3 separate regions of the Mus musculus genome follow, and regions 1 and 3 are each linked to region 2. Evidence: chromatin contacts called from public promoter capture Hi-C data. All regions are on one chromosome and are shown on one strand. The core of a region is the stretch at or near the end of the contact, and the rest is flanking DNA. Distances in the headings are between cores, read along the strand shown. Region 1 holds the start of Vdac2 (voltage-dependent anion channel 2). Region 2 holds the start of Rtraf (RNA transcription, translation and transport factor). Region 3 holds the start of Comtd1 (catechol-O-methyltransferase domain containing 1).

Region 1 (4,833 bases), core at 304-2,803, 2.0 Mb after region 2:
TCCTCCGGCTTAGGAGGAGAGTGATGACTTAACAGTACTTGAGTAGAGGAAGAGTTCAGAGACGATTGAGTCATGAGTGCATATGTGTGGGTGTCTTTGCTCTCAGTCCAACTGTATGTCTATTGAAGATTATTAAACAGCATCTTAGAGATGAGGGAATTGAGGTCCACAGGCTAAATTATTTGAGTTTATTGAGCTGAAGTGTCAGTTGTCTCCATTTTAAATCTTCTGTATGGCTGACGTGTGTGTGTGTGTGTGTTTTGAACAGTGTCTACTGCTCTTCACCTTTTACAGAATTTAGAGAACACGGTTTGCAGGCCAGGTTGACAGAGCCCCCGTGACCCTCTTGTTTCTATTTCTGGAACTACTACTGGCTTTTAATGTGGGTGTTGGGTGCTGGGGATCCGAGCTCAGGTCCCCTTGCATGCACAGCAAGATAAGGGTTCTTACTCACTGAGCCTCCGATTCTATCTTTATTATCCTGTTTGCCTCACCCTGTAGTTTAGCCTCAAACTGGTCTCTATTATTATTATTTCAAGACAGGGTTTTTCTGTATTGCCCTTGCTGTCCTGGAACTCTCTCTGTAGACCAGGCTGGCCTCGAATTCAGAAATCCACCTGCCTCTGCCTCCCAAGTGCTGGGATTAAAGGTGTGCACCACCACTATCCAGCGGTCTCTTATCTTTATTAACCTTTTGCCTCACTCTGTAGTTTAGCCTCAATCTGGTGTAATTTCTCTGCCGCCCAGATCTGGGACTACAGGTATAGGCATCAGGACTGGCTGCTCCCTCCCTCTTCTGGCATATCTAAAGAACTTGAGAGCAGCATTCTAATGACTGGTCAGCATGAATCCTACAGTTATTCCCTTGTCTCTCCAGGCCTCTCAACCAGGGGAAGCTTCTCTTCCTAGAGCAGGATGTGCTTCTGCGCGTGTGTGAACCCATACCATATATGGGTGAGACGGAGGCTGCAGGAGCGCAACCCTGAGGCTCCGAGAGAAATGCCCAGAGACTGGCTCAAGTTTGTTCCTTTGGAGCCCAGCCTAGTCCCAGCAGGGGAGGACATGGCGGTGGGCGGTGAACCGAGATGGGAAGAGCATGGAGGCTGCACTTGGGGAGAGTGTTTCATCCCCCTCAACCCGGACCTTAAGTTCAGACCTCCAGGCTGGGACTCAGGGAGGAGGCTGAGAGGGTGCACGTGACCCTGCGGGGCACATCGCCCCGCCCCGTCGCGACTCGCGTGGCCACTCCCATCCTGACCGCGCGGGTGCCGTTGCGCCGCCTCCGCCGTTCCCAGGTCCTCGCCTCTGGGGCTGTCCTGGACATTGCCTAACCCGAGGCCCCGCAGCTCCTGCTCGCCCCGTCCCCGCCGGACGGTCCGAGACCGCTCACCCAAGGAGACCGCCGTGCTCTCGACCCACGTGGTCACTCCGGAGCAGGTGGGAGTGGGCAGCGGGCGGAGCGGCAAGGACAGGCGCGGTAGACAGCCCGGGCGGCCGCGGCGGGGACCTGGCTGGGGGAGGCCAGGCTTGCGGCGGGGCGCAACGGTGTCTCCTTCACTTCGCCCTCCAGCCGCGGTGGCTGCAGCGCAACTTTCAGATAGCGGAGTGGCCTCAGCTGCGAGCCGAGCGGTGGCGGCAGCGCCCCTCAGGACACCCGCAGGTACTATGGTGCCCGCCTCTTGCCGACTCTGGGGCCTTAGGGCGGGCCGGCAGCCTGAGTGAACTCAGGGCGGCCCTGGTCCCCTAAGATGGCCGCAGCGGCCCCGGCCCCTTTCTCTAATGTCCGAGCTCCCCAGGGGACCCTTTGACTGTCCCCTGACCGCACTTCTTGTCCCTTTCACAGATCACCTTTTCCCCGCGACTTCGCCATGGCTGAGTGCTGTGTACCGGTATGCCCACGGCGTAAGTAGCACAAGAGGTGTTTGCGCGATGGGGCCATGGGGGCTGTGCTGTTCCTCTTTAGAGAACCATACCTTGTTCCGCCGTGGCCCACATGATGCCTGCAAAGACTTGGAAAGTTTGCTTCTTTGCGCGCCCCCTAAGTCTTACACTGCCACTCTGTTGACGGACGTGGTGCTGGGCTGTTGGGTTGCAGATAGGGGGGCTCGCGCCTGGGGCGTTGGTCCTTGGCCGCACCCACCCTTGGCTTTTGGATATGTTACTTACAAATCCGAAAGCAAAACACTTAGTTGTTGAATTCCATCTTGGGGTTCGGGGGGGGGGGGCGGAGAGTTAGAGCAGTCACTTTGCAAGAGGAAGTAGTTCGCTGTCTGCCTGCACAGGTCGAGTGCACTACAAGGTCATTACACGTGTTCCTAAGGGCGTGGATGTGCACTGGAGAATGAATGAGCTGCTCCTGGAGCTCGGATTCCTTGCCCTTAAGCCTCACGTTGTCGGAGGACTTGGGGGACCGTAGTAATGTGTTTAAAGTGCCATTTGATATTTAGTTGCTGTAGACATAGATGGTTGTATTTTTTGCCCGTGTCTCAATTGTGCCAGTTCCCAGAGTGTTGGTTTTGATTTTGGAAGTCCTTCCCAAAGGTTTGTTAGGGGAGAACGCCTAAGCTTAAATTTTGGTTTTTATCTCCGTTAAATCAGTCACCTTGAGTTTTGGCAACTGTGTAGGCAGTAGACACTTATGTTTAGGAATTAGAAAGGCTTCCCCCATTCTTAAAACTTGGTAGAAATGTCCCAGGTTTGTATTACCACATAGCTATTTAGAAATAAGTTTTTGTTATGGGTGGCTACTTTAGAATAACATTTATTGAAGTTCTAGTGGCATCAAAACCCACTCCGGTTGAACTGCTTGAATGTAAATGTTAGCAGTAGGTCCTAGTAGTAGCTCACATTAACTGTAGAATGTTTCTTTTGACTAGCGATGTGTATCCCTCCACCCTATGCTGACCTCGGCAAAGCTGCCAGAGACATTTTCAACAAAGGATTTGGTAAGGACTTTTTTCCCTTTTAAACATAAAAGAGAAAAATATATGCTTGGACCTCTTGAAAAAAGTTAATTGCTTTGCTTTTCTAGACTGAATACCCTGCTGCACTCATGCCTCTGCCAGCTGCATGTGTACCCCACTTTCTTAGCCTTTCTTCGGTCACAATTGAAAAGCTTGTTCTTTTTATTTTGTTGTTGTTTTTTGGTTTTGTTTCAAGACAGGCTTTCTCTCTGTAGTCCTGGCTGTCCTGGAACTCACTCTGTAGACCAGGCTGGCCTTGAACTCTCAGATCTACCTGCCTCTGCCTCCCAAGTGATGGGAGGCGAGTACCACCCCACTCCCCACCCCCTAGGGAGAGGGGAAAGCCTGTACTTTATTCTTTTAAGTGACAGTTCAGACCATGGTTGGATAGAGCTGCCTAGAATTACTGTTTTATTTTTGTGGTTATGACTCTGGGTAGGTGGAAACCTTAGAGTTTTGAGTCAATTTTTGTGCTTTCTTGAAAATTGATTGTTTTGCACATACCACTACCCCTTGCTCTTTGGTGATACCCTTTTGGGATAAAAGTCCTAAGTGTGTTGCCATAAACAGTAGGCCAGTCTGAGGAACTGATTTTTAATCTAACGTTTAAAAATGGCTTGAAAAGGGTGCGGCAGGAAGTGGAGCCAGTTATAGGACACTAGGCAGCGCTACTGTCACCTTAGCAGAGCTGACTGCTTGTAAATGTTCCTTCATGTGCTGTGCATTTGTCCATTTCTGTCCCGGACTTTGGGATTATGTTCACAGTACTTTGAGTGTGGGTATACGTCTTTTCTGCAGAAGAATCATATCTTTGCCCTCTCTTTTTGAAGGCTTTGGGCTGGTGAAGCTGGATGTGAAGACGAAGTCATGCAGCGGTGTGGTAAGTTATTGATTCGTTTTCACGAAGCTGTTAATTTCATAGCCCATAAATATCTACAGCTCTTTTCCCTTAAGGAGGCAGAAGCTAATTTGTTTTGAATGATTTATGTGTAGTCTGATTTATTGGCTTTGTATGTGATTTCTGCATTTCACATGGTTTTGTTATATTCCTTTATTATGTATGTTTTACCATGATTGCATGGAGAAGTTGGGAAAGCCATTGCTTATTTGGGACTGTCTACTCAGGTAGATGACAAGCATGAAGGCCGTGACTCCTGTAACCCTTTCTCTTAGTACCTGTCAGAGTTCTGGGCTCTGAGTAGTAACTTGGTTATTTGACTACAATGACCATTTAGTATAGTGGCTACATTCTAACAGCCATCCATGGAGATGTCTGCCTGTTTATCCTGACTGGAATGTCTCTACAGAATTTGCTATTTTCATATGTGTTGATCCTTCCCGACTGTTGTTAAAGAAGGGAGAAAGTAAAGCACTGTTCTCCTTCTTCTCTAGAAGTTTTTATTGTGAGATTGGAGATGGGTGTTTAATGTTCATGCTAAACTATGATTGCTCGGTACTGTGTGCATGCTGCTCTGCATGTAACTGGTATCTATTAAGTTGTTTGTGGTGCTGTTTCTTGATGCTTAGATCTGTTGCATTTGTGGCTTTTATATTTGTCTTGTCCTGTGGTTTCTTTGGTCTGTGAAGAAGTCTTAATTATTTGGTTATGGTTGAGTGACTGACTTGGATTAATAGATTATAGAGTATTAGGTGACTGTAAGTATTTTTTCTTTACTGTTGCTGGGCCTTGCATCTCTACTACTAATCTTTATTTTCAGCCTACTGAATTTTAAATGTGTTTGTGCATGTATGTTGTTTTAAACTAAAACACACCATCTTTGTCTTTAAAACGTTTACTTTAAGACTGGGAGTGTAACTTAGCAGTAGAGTGTTTACCCAGCTATGTATGAGGTCCAGTGTTGTAAAACAA
Region 2 (4,652 bases), core at 435-2,934:
TTAGCCATGGTATCTCTTCACAGAATAGAAATGTAACTAAGACAAGGACTCAAAAGTATATTGCTGCATTTTCGTATCTAATGTAACTAAAGCTCCAAGAGACGTGCTGTGCTCTTCTGGCCTCTGCGGATACCCGACATACATATAAACACATACACACACATACATACATACATACAAATTATGTAGACAATCCTATTAAGGAATGCCGTGACATTTAGAAAATGATGTTTAATCCAAATACTGACAGCTCGGTTGGAGATAATATAATTTGCTTTAAAAATCAAAACAACAGAGTTTGAATCCATGGAGTTAGCTTTACTCACACTGATCACTATTATATCTTAAAAGAACATAGGAATTTTCAACTCAACATACAACGTTTACAAAAGTTCTCTGTGCTTCCTTCTACTTCCTGATTCATTACCTTTTCAAAGAACTTGGGCCAGTCACTGCTGTGGATGTTTCTCAAGTTACCTCTGTCTTCAATCTTGTAGTGTCTGATTTTCTGGTCTTCAAGCCAAACGATAAAGTTTCTAAATTCTGTTTCATCTGCAACGAAACATCATATATCAAGTCACTAAAAGCCTTTGTGATCCTTGGTGGCTTTCTAACCTGCAAACACTACATTAACTGACCCCGAGGGAAGTCAGCAAGAGCTCAAAGTTCAGACTGCAGAGCCATAGATACCTGGCTCACTGCAATAGACTCAAATTCTGGATGAGCCTCAGAAAACCGGATACACTTTCTAAGCTTCAGATTCTTCAGATACAAGATGAGGAAAACGGGACTTACTTCGTGGGGATGTTTTGAGTATTGAATGAATTAAACATGCAGGGCACAGTGTTTCCTATGTTTTATTAGAACTCTGGTTCCTTTAGAGTTTAAGGGGCATTGGGCAGGTAAAAACTTTGAAGCAAGCCAATAGAATAAAATAAACTAGAAATAAACGATTAAAGCACCCTGAATACAAATATTAAAAACTGAAAGCTAGGGGACAGTGTACAGTTACCGGGACGCACCTGCTTCCTTAGATCCAACCCCTCCAAACACCAAAACCCAAAACCCTCAGGAAAGATCCTCATTTTACTCGTCAGAAAACTGAGGTCTCAACCCCCAATTTCGGCTCTACCGCCACCCAGCAATCTTGAGCCAAGTAAAAGCCAAGTAAAAACCAGGACTGACCCTGATATGCTTCTGGAGACCAAACGCTGCCACCCCGCTTCTACCGGTGCGTCCTGCACAGCGGAATGAGGCCCTGGTCCCCGCCTCACTCTCAGTTTCCCACTGGCCCGCAGGACTGGAATATCTTTTTTTCTGAACGGTTCCACTTCCCTGGCAGCCGGCCACGAACTTTCTGCGCGCCCCGAAGGGCATCCCCGGTCCCCTCCCCTACCCCGCAGGTGCCCGCCGAGCCGCCCGGGGGCCGGGAAGCCTGCCGAGCGCCTCAGGGCAGCGGCTGCCGGGTCTGGGTCCGGGTCCGGGCGGGCTGGGGAGGCGCCGTCGCCGAACCCCGCGGCCGCCACCCACCTTTGCAGTTGAAGCCTGAGGGGTTGTGGTAATCCAGGGCCGTGAGCTTGCGTCGGAACATGGTCCCCGCTGCTCGCGCTGGCCGCCCGGGCCTCCGCCGGGACAGGAGAAGCGAGGTGAGGCGGGCAGCGCAGGCACCGGCGACGCGGCGAAGGGGCGGGGCGGTGACCGACGCTCCGACGGACGGCGGACGGAGCCAATCGCGGCTTAGGAACGCCCGCAGCCCGCAAGCGCTGGCCAATCATCGCTGCTGCTTAGGAGGCGGGGCCACGTCGGTGCACGTCGACGCTCAAATAAACTTTATTGTCAGCTTCCTAGTTGTACAATGGACCGAAAGCAGGTCTGAAGCTGCGATTCGTGGATCTAACTCCTTTTCTTGCAACAGTAGGCAAAACCAAAACCCAAAACCAAAACCAAAAAAAAAAAAAAAAAAAAAATGTCTGTACGCTTTCTCGAGTCGGCTATAGCTCTTATTGGCTCAGAGTTGCTGTTTAATATCTTGAGCGTATTAATTGCTCGTCTTTGAACGCTGGTAATACAAAGATCGAAAAGAAAGGTCCCTGCAGGATATTCTTTCGGACTAATTGGAGTGATGTGGAGATTAGATACAACCCCCATGCCATATTTCAGTTTGTCCCCAAACAGTGAAGTCAGAAACCGGGAACCTGCGTTTCCTTCTCCTCAAACCTCTCAGTCACTACCTTCAGTGGGCCACTAAGTCCTGCCATCTCTTCTCTCTCATCCTTTCTTGCCTTTCCTGATGTATTTTCCCCACTCTGTAACGCGACTGATAATCTAAAGCGCCCATTTAAAACTTTCTTCTTATCTTTTAGCAAAGCTGTCGGTGCTTATGATCTAAGTTGCATGCTTCCAGGTTTTTGGCCTCTTATCCAAATATGCAAAAGCAAAATAGTTTTATTTGAAGCAATGCTATAGTGCAAAGTTACAGAATGACAGCAGGCAACGCGAGCAAAAGTACCAAGTACCTCAGGCTACAGCCTGGGTCTCTTCACCGGTCAAGAAAAAGGAGGCGCTGGTTACTAATGTGAATGATCCTTTATTTCAATTGATAGATCAGGTTATACGATCATTTCAATACTGCTCACGTCCCTTCCAATAATGCATCTGGCTTTAATCACATGCACAGGCATATGAGAGTAAATAAGAGATTCTTCTTAAAAGCTTATTAGAGGACATAGTTTCCCCTTAATTGTGCCTATACCCCAAGCAAGTTCAGGCCATCTTGACCCTTCTAATCTTTATACCCCATACATTGGGAATATACTTGAATAAAAACTGTGTAGGTGTGATTGGTACTAGGGGTGAAGAAACATTATTATTTAGAGGTAGAAGTATATATAATCTGGGGAGGTTAAGGGAGTTCCGAGGTGCCAGGTAAATTGTTTGGAGAATTTTTGGTTGTGTGTGTGTGTGTGTGTATGTGTGTGTGTGTGTGTGTGTGACTTACCAATGAAGGAACAAGGCTGCCAAGAGCATCATTGTAAGAGGGGCTATGTGAATAACCAGAAACAAATTGGGGTTCCAAGCTATCCTCTCTCCCATGCTTGCCTGCCTCAGGAACTGCCTGCTGTGCTCTAGAGACAATCAAATGCTCCTACTGGATTTAAGACCCTTCCCATTCCGTTACAAATTGTTTTCCAGATACAGGCGAGCAGTGATGAGCAGGACAGACTGGCTGTCTACTTTGATTCCATTTAAAAGACCAAAAAGGGAGGGTGGGAGGGACAAAAGAGAGAAACAGTGGCTTGGAGATAGTGAGGAGTTCACTCGCAGTCAAAATGATAACTGATTTTGCTGGAAACAGATGCACAAAGGCAAGAAATGAACAATAGGGCCGAGAGGGAAACACTTATGGAAGCTGGAGGGAGGTGGTGACAGCTGGCGAGACTGTGGACAAAGGCAGGCGCTTGATCAAGAAAGGCCTTTCATGGCAAGCTGAGGGGCGTTATTGAATCTCTTGGAGCTAAGCCAACTGTACGTTTCATTTTAGTTCAGGAGCCGGTAATTAAACAGTGTTTGCATCTGTGGGGCATACAAATGAAGAAGCTGTAGTGTCTAATTTCAGGAGGTTTAAATGTAATAATCAACACAGATGCTTAGATTAGACGCTTCTAGTCTGGAGCCAGAAAGGGACACATGCATAATGAGAAGCTTTGAACGTTCCGCAGGATCGAGTGCAGTTTTAAACGGGCTCTCAGAGACAATTCATGTTTTCCCAGTTAAGTTTCATACCAAATGAATCAGGAAAAGCAAGGGCAGGTGCTGGAGAGATGGCTCAGCAGGTAAGAGCACTGACTGCTCTTCCAGAGATCCTGAGTACAATTCCCAGCAACCACAGGGTGGCTCACAAACATATGTAGTAGGATATGTTGTGTCTGAAGACAGCTACAGTGTACTCACATACATAAAATAAATAAATAATAAATAAATCTTTAAAGAGAAGAAGGAGGAGGAGGAGGAGGAGGAGGAAGTGATTAATGTGGGCTTGTTGACAGTTTCAGAGGAATCAGGCAGAGAGACACTGGGCCTGGCTTGGGTTTTTGAAACCTCAAAAGCCCCCCTCCCCAGTGACACAACTCTTCTAAACAAGAACACACACCCCAGTCTTTCCAAACACCTAATCAACTGGGGACTCGAGCCTGTGAGGATATATGAGCCTATGGGGTGGGGGACCATCTCATACAAACCACCACAGGGCCTTTGAAATAGAAGGTATACAACCTCATTTCTAAAGGCCAAGCCCACATAATGGAGAAACATTTTATTATCAAACGACCTGAACCCCAACCAGTGGTCAATTGAGAGTTTCACAAGCCACTCATCCATCCATTGAATTATTCAACCAAGTCTTTCCGTGTCAGCTGTGACACGAAGTCTTCTGGGCCCTTCGGAGGGCTCTGTGAAATTATGAACAACAAACTCTACAGGTGAGAAGCTTTCTATCTGGCAAAGGAGGATGAACAATAGAAACATACATATGTAAATTATGTATTATGTTTGGAAGGCCCTAAGTGCTATGGGAAGTCACGGAATGAGGAGGAAGGTAAAAATGGGTGAGGACAATGAGTTGGGGGGACTTGGTGTCACTTGCTGTTTGGGGC
Region 3 (4,189 bases), core at 550-3,049, 2.0 Mb after region 2:
GGTGCCAGGGAGACCTGCAGGGAGGGAACCCTCCACCAAGTGAACGCTGGAAGAGGATGCTCAGAAGGTCGCGTGTCCAGTACCTTTATTGTCAGGTTTAAAAGTCAGGTCACTGGCTGGGGGTCTTAGGTTCTCACACCCAGGCCCTAAGCTTCGTGTTAACCCTAGATCTTAAAGGCCAAGGAGAGGCCATCATCCAGGGGCAGGAGGCTGATGTAGACCCTGGCGTCCCTCAGGATGCGTTCGTTCAGGTTCCGCACACATTCAACAGTCTTGTTCCTGGGCTGAGGCTGCAGCACTTCTCCGCGCCACAGGACCTACAGATGGAGGGGCGGGGCCGTCGGAAGTGGGGGGTAGCCGACCCAGAGCTTTAGCCAGGAGGGGCGGGACCTATGATACTCTGGGTGGGCTTTGGGGCGGGGCTGGGGGGTGGGGTGGGAAGAGCTGAGAAGAGTGGGTACCCAGCCACAAGAAGCAGCAGTTTTGCCTTAGCTAGTCCTTACTCTGAGTACAGCGAGCACGCCTCCGGGACGTAGGAGCTGCAGACAGCGCTCGTAGTAGGCGGTACAGTTCTCTTTGTCCGCGTCCACCACGGCTATGTCGAAGGTTCCGGCCTCGCCCGCCGCTAGGAGCTCATCTTAACAGGGACAGAGGGCATGTGCCGCTGGCTGAGCTAGGGTCTCAGCGGGCTGCTCAGGGTCGCCAGTTTTGTTCCCCGGGGTTGGACAGTGCTGTCTGGGTCCCTCCCGCACTGGTGCTCACCCAATGTCTGCAGGGCGGGCTGCAGCCGAAGGTCGATCTTCTGCTCCACTTCTGCCTGCGGAAGGAGGCCGGTCAGGCCGGCACGCCCCCGAGCCGGAGCCCGAACGGCCGCAGGTGTGGGGCTCTCACCTGCTTCCACATGGGCCGTCCCAGCTTCGGGGGCTCTGCGTCAACCTCGCAGGTCACCACGCGGCCAGCCTCCGGAAGCGCCAAGGCTAGGGCCAGGGCCGAGTAGCCCGTGAAAGTACCTGTGGAAGGGGACACTGTCAAGCTCAGTTCAGGGTGCAGGGCTGCCCTGTGACCCTGGTTTCCAGAGACCATGGCTGCGTGTTCCTACCCAGATCCAGAGCTTTCTTGGCCTTAATGAGCCGCGCCAGGTTGGCCAGAAGCTGGGCCTGTTCACAGGTCATCATGGAATCCCCCTGCGGCTGCTCCAGGGTCAGCTGTGTGGGGAGAGGGAGGTGCCATTCATACCAGTCACCCCCCCCACCTCCCCCCTGAGGTTTTGAATCATTCAGGGGCTCGGTGGCGGGTGTGGCCTAGAGGGGACAGGTCTCAGGGAACCCGGAAGCCCAGAGAGGGTTTCTGCCTAGCTCAAGGTCACACAGCCACGTGAGGTCCACCACGCTGGAAGTGGGGAGCCGGTTCTCGGTCCCAGTCCTACTGACCAGTCGCAGGCTCCGCAGCGCCGGGTGCTCTCTCATGGAGCGGCTCAGCAGATACTGCCACAGGGGATTGTCCTCAGGTGGCAGCAGGCGCTCTTGCCGCCTGGACCCCCATGGAGGCCACCGTTTCCCTGCCGGGGAGAGGGTGCCGAGTCAGGGCCTGCATTTCTGACCGGGTTCTCCGGCTCTTCTCCGCGCCCTCCTCCCATTCCCCGGACTGCAGCAGCCCAGCCCAGCTCACCCAGCAAGAGACCAGTAGCGAAGGCGGCGCCCAGCGCGGCCGAGCCCAGGGCCAGTGCGGCTGGGATAGATAGCCGAGGGACGGGCTGAGCCATGGTGCAGGTTAGCAGCGGCGGCGGAGGTCACGTGTGCTGGAGTAGCGAGGATGGGACTGGGACCAGTAAGCCGACAGGGCTCCACCTTGTCCGGGCCCTGCCCACAGAGCCGCGTCCTCGGGCACCATCTGGTGACACATGGCCGTATTGCAAGGTCAGGCTGAGAACATCTCGCCACCCGGTGGCTGCATGCGGAACTGCGTCGGGGTATGGAGTCATCTCTGCACCAGGGCTCTTGTGAGCATGGGGAGAGGGGATAAAGTGAGTGTGGCTAATGGAGGAATCCAAAGAGACTCGGGAATGCTTGCTGGAGGGGTGCCCAAGTTAAAGGAACCAAGAACCTGGTTTAGAGTCACCTGGTTTCCAAGACAGTATCCTTAGTGGCTGGGATGCTGGGTGTAGCTTTTTTGTGTGACGGTCCGTCTTTCCGAGTCTGTTTCTTTTCTGTAAAGCAGGTATTACAGCCTTACTACGATAGGCACGGGATTCCTCGCATAGTAGGTGCTCAATAGTGGTACTTGCTGTTATGGTCATTGGCTAGAGAGGGTTCCTTGGGAAGCGGTAGCATCTTGGCAGGCAGCAGCTGAGTTCCCCTTGCAAGGCTATCTGCTAGACCGGTGTTCCCTAGACATTTATTGAATATCTACTATATGCTGAACTCTGGTGGAAGCAAAAGACTGTGGTAGTTTATGACTTGGAAACAACTGGACAGGTACAACTGGAATGCAGTTCAAGTGTTACTGTCCCTCTTTTTTCTACAGTGAAATCCTTTCTAGACTTCGCTCACAGGAGACTCTGCTGACCTGCCCTCAGGGACCTAGCAATTGCTTAAGGCATCACCTGCCCCGCCCCCCACGTACGACAGGTATGTGCCACAGATAAAAAGACCCCCACCCCACTCCAGTCCTTTGGCCCCCTTCCCCCCTCCCCTGGCTTCATTCCCATCTGTCTGTCTACATAGCCACTTGCCAGCCTCTAGTCCTCTTCTCCCAGTAAACCCCCTTTATACCAGAACTGTTGCACAGTGTAATTTCTCAGGGGTGCACCTTGCCTCGGGCCACCAAGAATACTGTCTTGCAGAGTTATATTTCACAACACTCACTGCACACAACACCCGATGGAGTTCCGGTTGAAAACACCCGCACAGTGTGCCTCACACACAGGCTTAGTAGGCTATTGGTGCTGTCTTTAAGAGCTGGAGTCCACAGGGCCTCAGAGGTGGTTGCCCTGGAAGTCTGTTTCTTAACAACACTGGCCAGGCCCGGAGACCCTCCGGAGGCAGGCAGACAGGTGCAGGATCAGTGAGAGAGCCCTAGACCTGGCCAACTGAAGCCAATGCTGCTAGAATCCCGGGCCTCGGAGGTGAGGGCAGGTCTCCAATCACAATCAGGGTAGACTGGCTTCTTGACCTATCAGCATCTGTGCAGGGTGCAGGCAAACAGGAGGGGAACCTACTTTCTCTAGGGGCAGGGCGGGATCTCAGCTGCTTCTCCTAACTGCTCCTGGAACAGGCCCCTTAGACAAGCTCTTTCTTCTTGTTGACTCTCAATGACTTGAGAGTCCTGAAAATATCTCTGAGTTTGAGTCATGCTCTCCAGGTAAGGCCCGAAGAAATGTGAGTTCCTTTAGGGCTGAGCACACAGCAGGCACTAAATACGTGCTGGCGGGGCCACACTGCGGCCAGTGATAACAACGGGGCCACACTGCGGCCAGTGATAACAACGTGACAACCGGAAGCTGTTACTTAGCACCTGCTGGGTACCAGGTGCTCAACACCCAGCCATCCCTTGAAGCAGCGGTGTTGTTCCAATTTTCAAGAGAAGGAAAGTCCTGAATTGATCATCTCTCCGAGCTCACTGCCTAGCGCCTTGCCCTCCTAAATTTCCACCGTCTTTATCAGTACCTCCCTGGGACGCACACAGAGGGAAGAGGCAGCCGTGTCCCCGCTAGGCCTCTTCAGCGGGCTTGTGGCACCGAGTCCTTGTCCTTAGCCGGAGCCCTCTTCCCCATATCTGGGGACCGGGATGGCTTGCAAGTTCTCAGTGCATCTCACAGCCTTCCTCCTGCAACCTGGCTCCAGGCAGGAGCGGTGGAGGTGGGGGAAGCGGGCGAGGAGGGAGCCATGTCACCATATATCCCAGTCAGATTAAAAAACTAATTTGAAAAGATTAATGCCTTCCATTCCTGTTACGCTGGCTCTGATACCTCTGGGCCTGTGGCCGCTCTGCCTCCTGATTATTGAATTTTTATGGCCTGGTAATTAATTGCAGATTCCCTGTTTTGTTCTATTTCTTTTTCTCTGACATTTTAATTTCAACAGAAAGCACTGGTCTCTATGCAGATTCTCTCTGGAGACCCTAATGGTCTATAAAACAGAATGACTTATTCACGTGGCACCCACTTCAGCTGGCGAGCGATTGTTTGAAA

What was found. Promoter capture Hi-C pulls out the DNA fragments that hold promoters and counts their contacts.
Region 1: a promoter capture Hi-C map of liver shows a contact between it and region 2, with 5 times the contacts expected there. The contact joins the promoter of Vdac2 here to the promoter of Rtraf in region 2. A contact is called at or near these places in 6 of 39 promoter capture datasets (the C10 cell line, fetal liver, hippocampal neurons and 2 more) and 1 of 484 Hi-C or Micro-C datasets (CD4 T cells).
Region 3: a promoter capture Hi-C map of pre-B cells shows a contact between it and region 2, with 6 times the contacts expected there. The contact joins the promoter of Comtd1 here to the promoter of Rtraf in region 2. A contact is called at or near these places in 2 of 39 promoter capture datasets (liver and pre-B cells), 1 of 115 datasets of contacts at active chromatin or transcription factors (large pre-B cells) and 1 of 9 other capture datasets (liver).

The regions. Positions count from the first base shown.
Region 1 is chr14:21,830,008-21,834,840 of GRCm38.p6, forward strand. Vdac2 (voltage-dependent anion channel 2) reads left to right here and starts at 1,554. Exons shown (of 10, transcript NM_011695.2): 1 at 1,554-1,660; 2 at 1,844-1,902; 3 at 2,877-2,945; 4 at 3,794-3,843. The coding sequence starts at 1,869.
Region 2 is chr14:19,822,139-19,826,790 of GRCm38.p6, forward strand. It overlaps Rtraf (RNA transcription, translation and transport factor), which reads right to left and starts at 1,685. Exons shown (of 8, transcript NM_026528.3): 1 at 1,531-1,685; 2 at 428-552. The coding sequence starts at 1,591.
Region 3 is chr14:21,847,111-21,851,299 of GRCm38.p6, forward strand. It overlaps Comtd1 (catechol-O-methyltransferase domain containing 1), which reads right to left and starts at 1,800. Exons shown (of 7, transcript NM_026965.2): 1 at 1,669-1,800; 2 at 1,431-1,558; 3 at 1,100-1,205; 4 at 892-1,010; 5 at 763-817; 6 at 504-637; 7 at 1-317. The coding sequence starts at 1,762. The coding sequence ends at 165. A430057M04Rik (RIKEN cDNA A430057M04 gene) reads left to right here and starts at 468. Exons shown (of 3, transcript NM_176925.3): 1 at 468-1,969; 2 at 2,524-2,627. The coding sequence starts at 1,761.